2 separate regions of the Muntiacus reevesi genome follow, and region 1 is linked to region 2. The links are chromatin contacts, called in public Hi-C maps. All regions are on one chromosome and are shown on one strand. Each heading gives the region's core, a stretch centred on a gene start, on an enhancer-like site or on the middle of the called end of the contact. The rest is flanking DNA. Distances are from core to core; before and after follow the strand shown.

Evidence for each region. Hi-C and Micro-C count contacts between places; a contact is called where the count stands out from the background.
Region 1: a Hi-C map of muscle shows a contact between it and region 2, with 7 times the contacts expected there. The contact joins the promoter of UHMK1 here to the promoter of HSD17B7 in region 2. A contact is called at or near these places in 2 of 3 Hi-C or Micro-C datasets (blood and muscle).

The regions. Positions count from the first base shown.
Region 1 is chr1:70,023,795-70,026,519 of mMunRee1.1, reverse strand. It overlaps UHMK1 (U2AF homology motif kinase 1), which reads left to right and starts at 1,461. Exons shown (of 8, transcript XM_065946626.1): 1 at 1,461-1,874. The coding sequence starts at 1,607.
Region 2 is chr1:69,719,461-69,722,160 of mMunRee1.1, reverse strand. HSD17B7 (hydroxysteroid 17-beta dehydrogenase 7) reads left to right here and starts at 1,289. Exons shown (of 8, transcript XM_065946562.1): 1 at 1,289-1,409. The coding sequence starts at 1,375.

The DNA of each region.
Region 1 (2,725 bases), core at 212-2,711, 300 kb before region 2:
TCTCCAAATACTATCACACTGATGATTGGGGTTTTAAAATATGAATTTGGGGTCACCGAGAAGTTCAATCCATAGCACATTGCAAAGAGATATTGTTCAGGAGAGCAGAAAGAACAAGAAAGAAAGGGGCAGTATTTTCCTTTCAGTTAGAGACTGAAATTCCAAATGGGTGGCTAGTATTTCCTGGTGGGCACCAGCCATGTGGAAAGACAAGGATCTAACCAGAAAGAACACTGGAATAAGGAAAGTACAGGGCAAAAGGAAACCTACAAGGTGATTCTGCAAGAAAACATACAGAAGAGGAAATTAAAATGGCTGATAAAAATATGAAAAAGGTGTACACTACTAATAATAACAAAAATAAAAACCATAGCAAACATCATTTATTATTTATAAAATTAAAAAGAAAAAATTTTAATCATAATGATTTATATTGATATGTTTATAGTAAGTCATGCCTTCTTTGCTGATTAGAGAGAGCATAGATGTATATAACTAGTCTACAAAACAGGTTTGTGACAATCATAAATTTTGTAGACATTAACTATATATTTATTCCCTTCTAATTTCTAGTGGTTTTTTCTTTTACTACATAATAAATTACTCCAAAAGTTAGGAACATATAATAATACATATTTGTTGTCATAATTTCTGCAAGAATAAACTCAAAACTATCTTAGATAGGTGGTTCTAGCTTAGGGGGTCTCTCAAGGGTTTGCAGTCAAGATTTCAACCAGAGGTGCAGTCATTTGAAGATCTGCCTGGGACTGGGTGCTTTTTGATGAGATAGCCACAAGTAGACTATGAGGCACAGAGGCCTGGACATCCAGAATTACAGCCACAAGTGACCATGGGTGTGGAGGTGGTAGTAAACTCATGCCTTTAGTTTTAATAAGTGGGGTGTTCCCTCTGAGACACTGGCTACGAGAAAAGCAGGCAGGGTTTTATTTTCCTAGGTTTCCAGTGGTGAGGTGCCTCAACAGGAAAAAAGAGCAACTTTAGTGTCAGGTAACCATGGGTGAGGGGTTTCCCAGGTGGCGCAGTAAAACAATCAGCCTGGTAATGCAGGAGACACGGGTTCGATCCCTAGGTGAGGAAGATCCTCTGCAGGAGGAAATGGCAACAGATTCCAGTGTTCTTGTCTGGGAAATTCCATGGACAGAGTAGCTTGACGGGCTACAGTTCACGGGGTCACAAAGAGTCCGAGGCGACTGAGCATGCAGGCACGCACAACATGTGTGAGACCAGTTTATGTAGTGCCTGGAACAGTGAGGACTCCACACTTCACCACCTCTCAACCTCCGCCGTCTCCTCCAAGCCTAATTCGATCCCGTCACCCCTAGGCCCTGCCCCCTCTAGGCCCGCCTCCTTCAGCTGGCAGGATTGGCTCTTCCCCTATTTCCGGCTTCTGGGACCTCCCTCCCCACCCCGCCCCAGGAGACGGCTTCCGGTGTCATGGCGGCTTGAGGTCCCGGCAGTCGGTGAGGCGGCTGCAGGCCCGTCCCTGCGGAGCCGCTGGTCCGGCGGGCGGGGATGTGACCGCAGTCCCTGCCGGCCTGCCCCGGGCGTCGAGTCAGCTCCGTGTCAGCCCCCTCAGTCCGCACCGATGGCGGGATCCGGCTGCGCGTGGGGCGCGGAGCCGCCGCGGTTTCTGGAAGCCTTCGGGCGGCTGTGGCAGGTACAGAGCCGCCTGGGTAGCGGCTCCTCGGCCTCGGTGTATCGGGTGCGTTGCTGCGGCACACCCGGCTCGCCCCCAGGAGCGCTGAAGCAGTTCCTACCGCCAGGAACCACCGGGGCTGCGGCCTCGGCCGCCGAGTATGGTTTCCGCAAAGAGAGGGCGGCGCTGGAGCAGTTGCAGGGGCACAGGAACATCGGTAATTGCCGCTGCCTCCCTTCTTGTCTTGCCCAGATCCCAGTTTTAGCGTGCTGTCTCTCTCAGCTGGCGTTCCGTCTTCCGTCTTTTAGGCTGGAGAAGTGGGTCCGGCCCTGTACTCATCACCGGGTACAAGGCCGTTTCCCATCCCCCTTTCACTCTGCAATACGGGAAAGATTGTCTGCTTTGCTCGTAGTAGATGCTTAGTAAATGCTGTTTTGCTTCAGTTCTCATTAGAGAATGTTGCACAGAGAATTATCTTCTCAAGTGAAAGGAGGTGTATCTTTAGTAGATTGTCATCTCTTGTACGGAAATTTTGAATCTTTGCACACCAGTGAAAAATGGGAAATATTTCTCGTACTTGTGACGTCAATACTAATAACTCGTATAGGTTGTTCTTGATACATATTTGGTATGGATTTGGGAGAAATGACTCCTAAATTTTACATAGGTGTTCGTATGGAAGTGTGAAAATTATACATGTGCACTTATACTTTTAGCCAGGTAAGACCATGTTTTATCATTCAGATATTTAGAATGTGAGATATATAATGATTACTGGTGATTGATCTGCGAAAACAGTTTTCTTTCTTCTTATACCAACAGAGAGCTTATAATTAGTTATGGCTTTGGCTAATAAATGTCTTCCTGGCAGACGTGATCCATATTTAATTTGAAGAGTGACCTCTTTAATACTACCATTTAAAGAAGAATTTCTTAATACTAATGTTGCTTTTTTTTTTTTCTTTTCCAAGGGTTGCTAAATGGTGTATATAACCTGGCTATTTAGGAGGGAATTTTTTTGGCCTAAGTACTTGATGAATCTCTACAAGATTGTTAAAACGTCATTGA
Region 2 (2,700 bases), core at 40-2,539:
TTATAATAGCTGTAAGTGGGTTATGGGTAGAAGTTGAATACCACTCAAAAAGAAAAAAATTACAGGAATTAAATCTTTAATAATCACATGTACTTCTTCAATCTAATTTTATTGGTGTAAGATTTATCTAATACTAAACTGATATCAAATTAATCAAAACGTCCAGGTTATTCAAGGCCAATGTAAATGACGTCAGTCTCGTATCTTTCAGAGATCATTGCTGTTTATAAATAATTGAAACTTTCAAAGTGGTTATGAAGTACCTTACACAGAGTTTGATACACGACGTGCAGAATTCCTTATGGTGGACCCAGACTGGTGATGGTCACATTGTTACTGCTGCTGCTGCTGCTAAGTCGCTTCAGTCGTGTCCAACTCTGTGCGACCCCATAGACGGCAGTAGCCCACAATAAATCCAGAAACCTAAAGTAAGCATTAGAAACTTTTATGGCAGTTTGGCAGAGTACTTACATCTGTTGAATTTAATTTAAAAAAAACTGAGGCTTGTATGCTTCTTGCTTTTAATTTTTCTAGCAATTTATTTTTATTGATTATTCCAGAAGTACCCATTTGGGGTGGCTTGGAAAAACAAAGCGGGTCCTTTATAACAAAGAACTTGAGACTCACTGAAATAGGAGGTTACAGGACAGGACCCATCACGTCCTATGGAATTCTGAGCTTCTCTGACTCTACACCATATTCCAAATTTTGAAAATTGGCAATTTATGCATTACTCTCCGTAAAGTTCTTAGTAAAATCAATGTTCATTTCCGCGAAGATGATTTTTTAGAGGAAGAGGACGAGTTTTGGAAACAGAAGGTTGGGTGTTAAATGGCACAGTGCCTGGACGGAAAACTAATGATCATCTCTAAACTTCACTTCCTAGCCTCAAACCTCTCCTCTAAAATACCGAGCTCTGGTGAAAATATCCTGAGGTCTTCCTGCCATGAAGTGCTAATCAGAGGCGTCAGGGTATTCACCCCGTGTGAGCCGCGAATCCCCTACCGGAGCGCAAGGCTAGAACGCCCCAAACGCGACAAAAGCCGGACGTCAGCGGGGCGAACCCGGGGCGGGACACCTTCGAGGCCCAGGAGCAGGGACAGCTCGGATTGGCTCGGGCCTCGTGCGACAACACGGCTCCGCCCCTCGGCCTACCTCACTCCATCCCGGCTCCTGCGCCGTGAGCGGCTGGCAGGCAGCGAGCGACGGAAGAGGGCCCGGCGCGAAATCCGTGACGTGACAGGGAGGCGGGGCCCCTCCGGGCCCTGATTGACGGCCCGGGGGCGTGGCCGACGCGGGGTTACGGGTCTAAGTGCAGGTGAGAGGCCTTGCTGGGTGCCTGCTTTGGGGCGCGTGGTCACAGGGTGCGCAACCATGCGGAAAGTGGTTTTGATCACCGGGGCGAGCAGGTGAGACCTCCTTCGAGACAGTGGAGGCGGCGGGGCTGGGGTCCGAGGGAGCAGGAAGTACCAAGCCAGGTGGACCCGCCACCGACCGACCCCAGGAGCCCCTATCGCTGACCCTGCCTCGGTGGGGTCGCGGGCCGGAGACCCTGTCCGGCTTTTCTCTGGGCTCCCCTATGCGCGAGGTACCAGGCCTGTGGGCGTCGTGAGCGGCTCAGTAACGTGCTTTCAATTAAACACGACAGCGAAAATAAAAGGCGAGCGCCACTCAGAGATGTGTCTCGGTGACGATCCTGTCGGTATGCAGAGAAAGTGACTCTACCCACTCACCTCGCCCCCTTTCCACTTTTGACTTTCTCATCACTGGTAAATTAGACCAGATCACCGTACTTTTTGTACTCTCGCAGTTTTTTTTTTTTTTTTTTTCAGTGCTAGACTTCCGCCCCTAGATACATTTCAGCGTCCAAGAACGTTAGAATACGGGTGCGGGGGGGAATATCTCATGTAGCACAGTGCTAGACACCTAGTATACCTACTCTTCAGAGACTCAGAGAAAAGTAACTTTTCTGTTAAGGCGTGGAAGGAGTGCAAGTAACCATACTGCCGAAGAGTAATTTAGTCTGGGGGCTGGGTATTTGGATTCAGCCTCTGTTTTACTTTTCGTTTGTAATTCAATGAACAGTGTGTGGAGGATGAAACTAACCAAGCCATTTTTCTAATTGAGGCGTTTGAGGGGTGGAGGGTGGTGGATTAAGGCTGAGGTTATGTTAAACGACATTTAAAATGAGTTCAGCTTTCAGTTATCTAGACATGTCCATGTTAACTGAAACAAACCTGGCAGGTGTCCTGTGATGTGCAGAATCTTAATATGCCCTCACCTGAATAACTTTAACAGCCAGTGTGGTGCTTTCTATGTTGACGTGCTTAAATAAGCCAGGCTTGATTTTGTGTTTGTTCCTTTTACAAATATTGTGATATGTGCAATTGTATATTTATAGAAAAGGCCTATTCTCAAGTGGGGATGAATAAACATAACTATGGTTTATTCATGGTGCAAGGCTCTTTGCCTGGAATCAGCTTTAAAGTCTTGGAAAAAGCCCACTTACCTAGGGTTTCACTGTTATCAGCCAAGCTGATCCGACCCCTCTCCCCACCTACTGTGTGCTTTCACAATGCTCTTTCTGAAGGAGGTCATTGACACATGTACTCATCCGTGGGTGGGGAAGATCCCCTAGAGGAGGAAATGGCGACCCTCTCCAGTATTCTTGCCTGGAAAATTCCATGGACAGAGGAACCT